Linked DNA regions of Mus musculus: regions 1, 3 and 4 are each linked to region 2. Evidence: chromatin contacts called from public Hi-C and promoter capture Hi-C data. All regions are on one chromosome and are shown on one strand. The core of a region is the stretch at or near the end of the contact, and the rest is flanking DNA. Distances in the headings are between cores, read along the strand shown. Region 1 holds the start of Dzank1 (double zinc ribbon and ankyrin repeat domains 1). Region 2 holds the start of Snrpb2 (U2 small nuclear ribonucleoprotein B). Region 3 holds the start of Snx5 (sorting nexin 5). Region 4 holds the start of Pet117 (PET117 homolog).

Region 1 (2,876 bases), core at 33-2,532, 1.5 Mb after region 2:
AGCAGGTAACTCTGCACGTAGCATGAATTACTTAGAGCCAAATCTTAAAAGAGGTTCTAACCCCCCACAGTCTCACCTTTGCAAACCACTGCAGTGTATTGTATTTTGGAAAATATACTGCAAAGACTGCAGAGCATCAGCTCTCAATAGAAAGGAAGTTGACATGGATATAAACCCACAACCATCATTTCCTATTAGCTCTGCTATTTTGTAAATAACTAGCAGGGCAGAAACCTTATGGGTCTTTTCTTTGAGGTGGGGAGGAGTCCTCTTAATCCAGTATTTGCAACTTGCACTGTAGCTTCAACGATTGTGGCTACATTATTATTCAATTATAATGTACATATTCATCTCACTTTTATAATCAACATTTTGCATCCTCATTTCGCCCCCCGCTCCCCCGAGACAGGGTTTCTCCGTGTAACAGCCCTAGCTGTTATGGAGCTCTACCTGTAGACCAAGCTGGCCTCCAACTCACAGAGATCCACCTGCTTCTGACTCCCAAGTGCTGGGATTAAAGGAATGAGACACCATGCCTGGCTTACAATTTTTCATGTAACAATTTGTTGTTCAGTGGTGAGGTCATTTTTTTTTAAATGGTAGTTGGAATTCTGATCATGTTGCTGTGAACATGTTTGCGTTTTGACATATCTTGTTCTGGAAAGCGAGATAATTAGAATTAAAAGACGAATTTAATGCCTTTTTGGATTCTTCCAGATTGAGGACCAAGAATAAAAACTACAGGTATCTGACCCTTCAGAAATGACGCTGGATGTAGAGGGATTCGCCTACCTTCACATTTCCCTTCGAGTGAGAGTCAGCTAAAATAAAGATAGCTGAAAACTAGATTCTAAATAAACACCGTTGGTTCGAGACTGAAGTGCTCACGGTTAGCTATTAGCTGCTCTTGGAAACCTGGGGTGGTCACTGGACCTCACAGGAAGGAGACAGAGATGGCTGATTCGCTAGGTCCACACCGCAGCCTGGTGTCAGTGTCATGCCACCAGCATCTCCCAACATCCTGCACCTGAACCATCTCCTCGCTGCCCAAACCAGGACCCAGACCCTGCGTCATGCCCTCGGCCTCGCGAGGCAGTCAGAGATGCCTAATTCCCTCCCAACCCAGTGAGAGATGCCCTTCTCCTCACCCTTCTCCAGCCTCAAGGACAGAGATTAAGGACCCCCGACGCAGCACCGCCGCCGCCAACCCGTTGTCAGGTTTCTCACGGTCTCACCACAGCTCCTCCGCTGCAGCTTGCGTTTCCACAGACGCTGCGAACCGCGCCCCGCCCATCGGGAGCCGAGCAGATGATTGGCAGGGAAATCGACATCCTAGCAACCAGCCCCGCCCTTGTCTCTGGCTGCAGCCTCCGTCTGGTACCCGCCTCCAGATCCTTCTGCGACACTTTCTTGTAGGTGTCCAAGAATATGCCTTCTCGGCGGCTGGAAGAGGCTGAAGGGTGCGTACTGGAGCCAGAGGCTCTTGTCCGACAAGCACTGAAATTTGAGACAACGGAAGGGAGTCGCTGTGGCGACCCTGCCGAGCAAGGCGGAGCAGGCACAGCACGGGCGCCCCAAGCCGATCCGATGAAGAAGGCCCAGCGCGACCGGATGAAGAAGGTCCCTCGCCTCTCTCTCAAGCCTCGGTCCCCGGCGCGCGCCTCCACCGGTTCCCGAGACTTCCAGCGCGCTCCGAGGGGCCACTTTTCCTCTAGTCTCGAAAACTGCCCTCATGGCGGAGGTGAAGGTCAAGGTGCAGCCGCCGGACGCGGATCCGGTGGAGATAGAAAACAGGTACTGCAATAAAGCTAGGCTCCCGACGCTAAGCGAGCAGTCAGCTGGGTAGCGGGACCCCCTTCTCTCTCAGTCCCGCGGGGAGAGGCTGGGGTAGACTGGTCGAGCACGCGGGAGCGGGGTTGCCGGGTGTCTGGGCGACCCCCCCGCCCCGATTAGGGAGAGTAGAACTCTTCAGAAGCTCTAGAGCAGCGGGACAGCTTGAAACGTTGTGGAACTGGGTTCTCCGGGATTCTATTAGAGCACTTGGAACGTGACAGCAGCCAGGGCCAGAAGAGAGACCTGCATTTTCCCTGTAGTTCTTGGACATGTGTTCGAATCCAGGATTGCCCGGTTGCCAAGGGAAGTTCTATAAGAGAACGTTGGGGCCAAATGAGGGTTCAGTTTGTGATTACAAAGGACCATTGAGCCAAGTAGGTTCAGTGAGTGCCTTAACTCCCGTAGTGCACATGTGTTTCTAGGTTATAATGTATTTAAAAGACGACTTTCTCAACATTATTATTGTGGATAATAAGTTTATTACACCTCCAAACAAATTAATCCCTCCAGTTTGTTTGGAGGGGATAATTCTCAAGACTCCAGTTATGGTGAATCACTATGCTGCCCCCCACCCCCACCCCCGAATATTCTATTTGCTTTCTGCCCACAGACCTTGGAGTCACTTTGCTGTACTTATTCCCATTGACAACATTGAGCTTTTTAGCTTGACTATCGTGTATCTTCCTTATTTGCCTTTAAAAGCAAGCAAACATAAACCATTTATACCGTTGTTCCTAGAATTATAGAATTATGCCACCAGTTCCCTCATGGAATCACAGATCAAGTAATTCAGAACGAAATGCCTCACATTGAAGCCCAGCAGCGGGCAGTGGCCATCAATAGACTGTTATCCATGGTAAGGTGAAGTCAACCAATTCATGTAATTTGTTGTATATTCTGGTTTTCATTGCTTCCTGTCATATCGTTGTGATGGCTAACCTTATGTGTCAGCTTGGCTGGGCTCTGAGATCCTAGATATCTGCCTGTTTGCTGTTTCTGGGATGTTCTAGAATGTGGTATTTGAACTGATGTGCTGACTGTAG
Region 2 (2,782 bases), core at 281-2,780:
ATGAAGACCCATTCAAGAAAGCTTGCAGTGGGAGAGCCGGGTGTGGTGGTGGTACATGTCTTTAATCCCAGCATTTGGGAGGCAGAGGCAGGTGGATTTCTGAGTTCGAGGCCAGCCTGGTCTACAAAGTGAGTTCCAGGACAGCCAGGACTATACAGACAAGAAGAAAAAAAAAAAGCTTGCAGGGATTACTCATGGATATAAAAATGTGTTCATTCTTTATAAGTGAACCTGGAAAAGAGCATAGAAGCCACTGACACTGAGTTGTCATCGGACAATTTCTTCTTTGCTGTGCAAAAGGTATAGTAGCTGAGACTCAAGCTTTGATAGAATAGGTATGGCATTTCTTTAAATCTCTTTATTTTTTTCCCAAGTGGAGTGTCCTTGCATGTTTATCAATTTGCTTTTTGAAAATAGCTACGAACTCTCTCTCGGCCAGATGAATGTATATAACACAGGCAGGTTATAGCTTATTCCAATGCTCTCATTACCACCAAGCACAGTTAATCAACTGCTCAGACCTTCTGTTGCTTAGAAAGTGTTTCGTATTTACTTGATGCCCTTTTGCTAAGAACATACTCGATATTGTTTTTATAAAAGCCAAACTGGTTTCCATATCTATGTAATTAAAGAACACTTTTTCTGTGGTTGTTTAACATTATTTCCTACATTTACAGGATTTTCACTGGATATCACACTTGTTTTATTATGACCTAATTTTCACGGAACTTCATTCAATCGTCTGAATCATATTTATCGAGTATAAGCCATTCTCCTAATCACTTCAGTGAAAAAAGCATATAAAATTACTACTCTCAAAACACTATTTCCATCCTGCAACTTCATGTGACTTTCAAAAATTAGAAACCTCAGGCTGGTAAAATCAACCAATTTGGTCCTTACCCCAATTTTTAGCCTAGAAAAATCCAAGCATTTTGTGAGGAAAGGAGAGGGTGGGGGAGTGGGCGGGAGTTAACTGTGTCTAAGTGAGTTTAGGCTCTTTAGTTTGCTCGCTCCTGAAGCCTGGTGAGAGTACCATCAACGACTAAAATTCTCTTTGTTCAGGGGTCGAAGACTGGGCTGCATCTAAGACGTAATCTATAGAGTGCTGGCTGGTGTGTTCTTTCAGACTCCTGGAGATTGACAACTAGAGATTGACAATGGTGTTAAGTCAAGTTGACCAGGACCCATAGAAAGGCTTGACTAACTTGTGGCTGGAGACAGGCTCCTGTAAAATTGTATCACATCCTATAGTTGGGAAGCTTCAAAGTCGCAGTAAGGGAAACGACCCCCTACCCTTCCCTCCTCTGCCTCCACAGCTTGGCCCCCGGGTCCTAATTTGATCCCTTCCAGTTCTCCCCCTTTCCACAAACTTCCTAGCCCACAGGAATGCGCGTGCGCAGAAAGATTCCGCCTTGGCCGGCCGGGGCGAGGAGGGCTCGATTGAATCGGTGCTCGACTCTTCGACTTCTCTGAGTTCGATTGAGGAGTTTGGCCGCCCTCTTCCGGCGCGGGGAAGCTCTTCCGGTATTAGTTTCAAGCGGACCGCGCCGGCTTCAGGTGAGTCTCTCGGGTTCTTTTTCGCTGTGGCTGGTCTCAGGGTTTGGCGGGATCCGCCCCGTCCGCGGTAACTGAGCCGGCGAGGGCGAAGGTGTCGTCGGTTGCGTGGTCCTCGGTCCGCGGACGTATAGGAGGAAGGGACGGCGACCCCAGGGCTGGCGGAATGAGGCCCGGCGTCACAGCCTGTTCTCTGCAGGATGGTTGGGTTTTTAATGTCAGAGGACCCTGGTGTTGGGTGGATTGGCCGGTGTGTAAAGAGGCTCAAGCGGACACATAGGAATTAGCCCAGGGGGAGAGAATGGCCCGTGACTTGCTTGGAGGAGCAGGGTGTGCAGTTCACTGTGCACTCTCGGCCTCTTCTCCCCGGCAGCCTTTGGGTTTCTGGTGCCCTTGCACTATTTCAGCCCAAAGGAGCTAATGCCAGAGCCTGTGCTCTTGTCCCTCTCTTGAGTCCCAGCCCTTCTCCAGGTTCCCATGTAGAGAGGCAAGCCTGTGAGAAACGTTACCTATTATCCGTTGCCTACATAGTACAGGCCCTTCCTATAAGTTGTTCAGAGCAGCTTGTTGTGTGACGTTAAGACACTTGTGTCCTTTAACGAGTGATAGCTATCGATAATAAATAGTAACTGTAGATGCTAACTGGTGCAGACTGATACATATCTGTCTCATAATTTTATAGGCTCCATTTTATAGGTGCTGTTAGTAGCCATAATTTGTAGCTGGGGACTTGAGACATTAAGGAACTTGCCCCCCATCGAAGTAGGTTGTAAAATCGTAAACAGAACTTAAATCCGTATCTTATTGATACAAGAATCTGAGCTCTGAACTGTCAACCTTGACCACTCTTGAGACTCACATAGTGGGAAAGAGACAGAAGTGAAAGCCCCTGAGAGGTCGTTCTCTGACCTCAACATACACGATGGCACAGGTAAACAAACACACACACACACACTAATCGTTTAAATCAATACATTCATGAGTGCATCTATGAACTGTCTTAATTTGTATTGTTCTATTACAATGACTTTTTAAAACTAGGTGCGTGTTTACTGATCTTTCACAAAATGTTCAAATCATTTTACTGAAAAACCATTTTCTGGTGAATATGATCAAAACACATGACATTCTCAAAGAATTAATAAATATACTTTCGAAAGTTATGTCATTATGTAGATGAAAGGACAGTATCATTTAAGTGGGGATAAAAGAAGTATATAACCTT
Region 3 (2,700 bases), core at 145-2,644, 1.2 Mb after region 2:
CAGCACTTGGGAGACGGATTTCTGAGTTCGAGGCCAGCCTGGTCTACAAAGTGAGTTCCAGGACAGCCGGGGATATACAGAGAAACTGTCTCGAAAAACAAAAACAAAAACAAAAAAAAAAATGTTTGCCCATTCAAAGGTACTTAAAATGAAATCTTAATTCAGCTCTTATTAAAATCTAAGAGCTCCCATATTACTGACGATTTTGTCCACAAAACTGACTCATAACCTACCTGTGCGGTGGAAAATTCAAGTTTAAAGAGCCAATAAAAGTAGAATCCTTTATTGCCCGTATAGCAATCCCTGTTTATTGCATTAGTCCTCAAGATATTTGCAGCCCGAGGGTTATATCAACACACAGGATTTACTAAAAATTACAACTCCCACGAGGACACATTTAGCGTTCCCAAGTTGCAAAAACCATGCTACATACAGATACTCGTTAGAAATCTCCCCACTATTTTAAACGAAAAGGCCATTTTCTTAAAAGGAGATAGGAATAGCAAACGAAACTTTGATCCACTTTCCAATTACCATGTAGTCGATTTAAGTTTTAGGAGCAAAAGAAAAAAGAAAAAAAAAAAAACCACGCTCCTAAGGGCTTCAGAGGATTAGCCTCAGTCGAATGACTGGCAGAGCGTCGGTCAGCTTCCCACCGAGAGCTCAAGAAGTGGGGTCCCACTTGTCTGGGTCTCCTTGGTCAGAGAATGAGCGTGCAGAGACACCCCGTTGGAAAGCCATCTCTAAAGGGGTGGTTGAGGGAAAACCTCGGGATCTTGCTGGGGTCCGAGCCCCAGAGAAGATCCACCCAGCCCAAGGAGGCCGGCGGGAACCTCCAGCCCAGGTAGCGAGCGAGGAAGGGATCTCACCTTGCTGCGGTCCTCCTCCTGCTGCTCCAGCAACTCGGGAACCGCGGCCATGGCGACGCGGGCCTCGAGCAGGGGCCGTGTGGCTGTGCGAGGAAAGAAGAGGCTGGGCCGCCGCCGGGGCGCCTTTCAGGGGCGGCCGCGGCCCCGCCTCCGCCGGCCTCCTTGCCGGACGGCGGCTGGAGGCCGCGGGACTCCGCCACCATCCCAGCAGCCCCGGGCGCAGGCCAGCGAGCGGCACGCCACGTGCTCCCCCAGTGCGGCCTCCCCCGTCCCCGCGGCCGTCCATCTTGGAGCCGGGCAATAGAAGCTACGCGGGGAGCCTACCCTCGCTCCGCGCCACGCGGACACCAGCACCGGAGGGCCGCGACGGGAACGCGGGCTCCGAACCCTCCGCCGGCGAGGCACGCCTCGAGAAAGGACGCGCACCGCGGCCCGGGCAATTTATGGCTCAGCCAGAGTCCAAGATGGCGAGCGGCGGTGACGTGCGCGAGATCTCGTGAGCGCGACAACGCGCGGCTTGACGGCGCCCGCGCTTCTGCTTCGGGGGCGTGGAGGGGATGGCGCCTCACAGGTGCGACGGGAACGCCGTAGTGCATGCTGGGGCCGCCTCGCTTTGGGAAAGCGCGGGACCGATGAAAGTACGGGTCCCGAGAGGGTTGTTTGCGGGCTGGGTGTTACAGCGTGGTGGCATCTCAGGTACAGCTAGAACCCTGCCGCTGACCGACCTTCTATTTAAATACTCTCTTCCCTATCCAAACTCGGGCACGAAGGGCCACGCTTGTCCTGTCGCAGCCATGGGAGACACCTGCAGAGATCATTTTCTGGAATTAACGTTGGATGGGCTGTGCAGACCCACTTGCGACATGTCCCGAGTCTGGACCACGAGGTCACAGTAGCACCCACTTTTTAAAGGGCGGCGTGAGGAATAGATGAGCGATGCCCATACAGAATATTTAGTAAGAGTTTGGTATGTAGATGTAGGTGTTTAACTGTTAATTAAGACTTGTGAATTTGTTGGGGGGGGGCAGATTGTAGTTGTTTTGTTTCTAGAGACAAAGCCAAGCTAACCCAAAATCTCAATTTCATACTGCCTCAGCCACCCAAGTAACTTAAGTTTCCTGGTCTATGCCTCCAGGCCTTGTCACATTCAGATTTAAGGTGTCATATCCGAAACGGCCAACACATTAACATTGAACAAAAGCCACTTACAATTTTCATGAATCTTACTTGGGAATGATTTTCTCTTTTTTTTTGGAAACGTCAAAAGTTTAGTGTATGCACTTTTAATGTTCTTGTGGGTTTTTTTGTTTTTGTTTTTTGGTTTTTTGAGTCAGGGTTTCTCTGTGTAGCCCTGGCTGTCCTGGAACTCACTTTGTAGACCAGGCTGGCCTCTAACTCAGAAATCCACCTGCCTCTGCCTCCCAAGTGCTGGGATCAAAGGCGTGCGCCACCACACCCGGCTCTTGTGTGATTTTCAATTTGATGGTTTTAATATAGAAAATGTCTTAAACCTAACACCACTTTTTTTTTTTTTTCAGATACGAACAGAACACACTTTTAAACTTTCCAGACTAGAGAAAAGTTAGAGGGGCGAAGTCTAAAAATGAAACTGCCTCTGACCTTCTGCAGGCTGCTTAGCAGGTTAAACAGATTTTCTGTAAAAGCAAGCCCTCCTGTGAGTTTCTCCACTTTCTCTTATTTGTGTAGCCAGAAGAAGAAAAACTCTTACGAAGCAGTAGACCAAGCGAAGTACTCTCGTTTAGTACGCTCTGTCTTGTCCAGAGGCCCGGCCCAGACTCCAGAGTCGTTGTTCAAGGAAGATGATGTACTG
Region 4 (2,783 bases), core at 7-2,506, 1.3 Mb after region 2:
ATCTTTAAAAATAAATAAACCTAGATTCTTTAAAAAATAAATTAAAGTCGGGCGTGGTGTCGCATGCCTTTAATCCCAGCACTCAGGAGGCAGAGGCAGGCGGATTTCTGAGTTTGAGGCCAGCCTGGTCTACAAAGTGAGTTCCAGGACAGTCAGGGCTACACAGAGAAGCCCTGTCAAAACAAACAAACAAAGAAACAAACAAAAAACACCAAAAAAATTAATTAAAAAAAAAAAACCAAAGATATAACCAATGCAGTATGCTAACTGTTCATAATAGTATTTTCTTCATGCCGTTTGGGTTCACTTAACAGAGAACGAAAGAGCAAAGCATACTGAGACGAAGTGAATGTTGGGGAAACACTGGGAATACCTAATCAAGGCCTGAATGAGCCTTATCATTGTTGTCTATCGGTTTTCAGCAGCAGCTTTGAATGTGTACTTTCCTGGGTAAGAGTGATTTACTGATATGCCATTCTTCATTGGCATCACAAATACTTAAAAGTTCTGGGAAGCCAAGTCTCTTTTTTAATTTAAGGGGTAAGTGCAAATGACACCATCCTTAGCCTCTTGTGAACTACTCTGACACAAGGATCTTACAAGCATTCCTGAAAGGCTCCAAGGGCATCAACGACATTTTTTTTTTCTTTTGGTTTTTTGAGACAGGGTTTCTCTGTATAGCCCTGGTTGTCCTGGAACTCACTTTGTAGACCAGGCAGGACTCGAACTCAGAAATCCGCCTGCCTCTGCCTCGGGAGTGGTGGGATTAAAGGCGTGAGCCACCACGCCGGGCAACGCCATTTCTTAAGATTACAGGAGCTAAACATGTCCGGATCCTTGCCTGACCCAGTGCATTTCCCAACAGAAGTTTAGTAGGCAACAAGGTGTAGCCGAGGCTGAGGCAGGATTGCGAGTTTGAAGCTAGTTTGAGCTGCACAGCAATACCTTGTCAAAAAACCAACCACCCAGCTTTTAGACTCTAAGAAAATTTAGGGTCTGATCAGTCGCCCCATAGCGACCAGATGTCCTCCGTACATACTCCACTGGCACTCCCAACCCCACCCTCGCGACTCCAAAGCAGCCCAGCACTGCGACTTCCTGGTGAAGGCGGTCCCCAAATAGGAAAGCCAGGGCCCCAGGCAGCCACTCCCAAGAAGCAGCGAAGCGGGCCAGGGGTTACGCTCGGCGCTCGATTGCTAGAGCCTGGCGACGATAGCACTTGCAACGGCTCTGCGCTCGAGAGGTCGAGCCTGGCCCGTTGCGGCTGCGGCGGCGGCGGCGGCTGTGGCGGCGGCGGGGGCGGGCGCGGGAGCGAGTCCGCGGCCGGGAGCGGGAATGTCGAGGAGTTCGAAGGCAGTGCTGGGCCTCTCGGTGCTGCTGACGGCGGCCACGGTGGCCGGCGTGCATCTGAAGCAGCGGCAGGACCGGCAGGTCGGTGTCACGTGACCGCGTCTTCCGGGGCGCCGAGCCCGCAGCTGTCCCTGCGCGCGTGGCGGGCCGGGCGGGCTGCAAGGGCGCGTTCAGGACGCCGACTTCTCTCCCCCAGCCACGAGGCGGGAGACTGGGGCGGAAGCCTCGGGGCAGGGGTGTAGTCCAGAGTTAGAGAGTTGCTAGGGTGAGCTCGAGGCCCTGGGGGCAGCACAGCCCACAAAGCCTTACCCAGGAATTGTTAAATCCGGAGATAAAGCAGCTCACACCCAGCACACCCCCCAGTGCCTTTGGCTAAAGAAACTTGAGATTTTTGCAACTTGCATTAACAAAACATTTTGCTACTGGACTTAGGTTCTGGAAAGGATAAAAGGTAGCGAGCGCCCTTCACGTTTTCTTTTAATGGCTTTCTTTCGGAGAATAACTGGCTTATTAATCAGCGACTAACCGACTCTTCCTCATTCCAGTTTGCAACGCTGGCTAGTGCGCTGAGCACACTGAGAACACATAGTTAATTATAACCTCTCGAGATTGTTCTTTTTATAATGGTGCCACACTGTGCTGGCCAGTACTTGGTATTTGCCCTTTCAAGCAATACCTTTACAGTTATTTGGTTTGAATCGGATTTGCCATGGGCAGAAGTTACTGAAAGCCTCAAGAGTCACCAGACCATCGACCTTTGTATTCACAAACTAGGAATTGCAATGAAACTAGGCTTGCAAATTCAGAACCATTTTGAGGAGCAGGGTCGATGTGCAGTGATGGAGAAGCACACAAGGAATTAAAGATTTGGGATTAAAATATGGTTCCCCAGGGATATCTTCTGGAGTAGAAGCAAGAAACTTCCTTCTTGGGAGGAAAAGGAAAAGATGGTGGTTCTAATTAAACTTGGAAGACAGGGTGTCTGTGTCCTCCTGATGTGTTTTGGAGACAGCGTTTGCTATCAGTTTTGTTTCAAACTCTGTTCCCCTGAGAAGTTTTTACAGTATGAGCAGACCAATTAAATCAGATCTCTGGAGCATGGAGACTCAGCTGTGTTCCAAAAGGCACGCCAAAGGCTTTAATGAAACGGTTGAGAATCACAGTTAGAGAATGGAAGTGTGCAAAGATCTAGTTATTTCTTGGAAGTTAGTGACCAAGACATACTGACCAAAATAAGCTGTCCAGTAGCTATTCATTAGCGACTTACTGTAACATCGAGGAAGGTAGATGTCTTGAAAACTTCAAGGTGGCAGTAAAGGAAATAATGGCTTGTTTTCTGTCTACCCACACCAGACACAGTGTTTTTCACTTTACAGACATTGTCTTTAACTCTCAAAGGAACTTAGTAGACATCAATTACAGATGGTTCCTAA

What was found. Promoter capture Hi-C pulls out the DNA fragments that hold promoters and counts their contacts. A called contact is a pair of places that touch in the nucleus more often than the background predicts. Capture Hi-C pulls out chosen DNA fragments and counts their contacts.
Region 1: a contact with region 2 is called in a promoter capture Hi-C map of liver, with 3 times the contacts expected there. The contact joins the promoter of Dzank1 here to the promoter of Snrpb2 in region 2. A contact is called at or near these places in 2 of 39 promoter capture datasets (liver and pre-B cells), 4 of 484 Hi-C or Micro-C datasets (B cells, CD4 T cells, CD8 T cells and 1 more), 2 of 115 datasets of contacts at active chromatin or transcription factors (astrocytes and large pre-B cells) and 1 of 9 other capture datasets (liver).
Region 3: a promoter capture Hi-C map of pre-B cells shows a contact between it and region 2, with 4 times the contacts expected there. The contact joins the promoter of Snx5 here to the promoter of Snrpb2 in region 2. A contact is called at or near these places in 7 of 39 promoter capture datasets (the 3T3-L1 cell line, 3T3-L1-derived adipocytes, the C10 cell line and 3 more), 1 of 484 Hi-C or Micro-C datasets (B cells), 2 of 115 datasets of contacts at active chromatin or transcription factors (astrocytes and stem cell-derived neural progenitor cells) and 1 of 9 other capture datasets (adipose tissue).
Region 4: a Hi-C map of B cells shows a contact between it and region 2, with 9 read pairs. The contact joins the promoter of Pet117 here to the promoter of Snrpb2 in region 2. A contact is called at or near these places in 4 of 39 promoter capture datasets (the C10 cell line, hippocampal neurons, liver and 1 more), 3 of 484 Hi-C or Micro-C datasets (B cells, CD4 T cells and muscle stem cells), 1 of 115 datasets of contacts at active chromatin or transcription factors (large pre-B cells) and 2 of 9 other capture datasets (adipose tissue and liver).

What each region holds. Positions count from the first base shown.
Region 1 is chr2:144,526,132-144,529,007 of GRCm38.p6, forward strand. It overlaps Dzank1 (double zinc ribbon and ankyrin repeat domains 1), which reads right to left and starts at 1,283. Exons shown (of 21, transcript NM_172859.3): 1 at 1,149-1,283. Polr3f (polymerase (RNA) III (DNA directed) polypeptide F) reads left to right here and starts at 1,614. Exons shown (of 9, transcript NM_029763.3): 1 at 1,614-1,794; 2 at 2,572-2,689. The coding sequence starts at 1,733.
Region 2 is chr2:143,061,539-143,064,320 of GRCm38.p6, forward strand. It overlaps Snrpb2 (U2 small nuclear ribonucleoprotein B), which reads left to right and starts at 1,531. Exons shown (of 7, transcript NM_021335.3): 1 at 1,531-1,560.
Region 3 is chr2:144,269,508-144,272,207 of GRCm38.p6, forward strand. Snx5 (sorting nexin 5) reads right to left here and starts at 1,395. Exons shown (of 14, transcript NM_001199188.1): 1 at 1,194-1,395; 2 at 870-952. The coding sequence starts at 920. It overlaps Mgme1 (mitochondrial genome maintenance exonuclease 1), which reads left to right and starts at 1,397. Exons shown (of 5, transcript NM_028984.5): 1 at 1,397-1,565; 2 at 2,408-2,700. The coding sequence starts at 2,473.
Region 4 is chr2:144,367,727-144,370,509 of GRCm38.p6, forward strand. It overlaps Pet117 (PET117 homolog), which reads left to right and starts at 1,257. Exons shown (of 2, transcript NM_001164813.1): 1 at 1,257-1,431. The coding sequence starts at 1,336. Kat14 (lysine acetyltransferase 14) reads left to right here and starts at 1,309. Exons shown (of 11, transcript NM_181417.3): 1 at 1,309-1,431.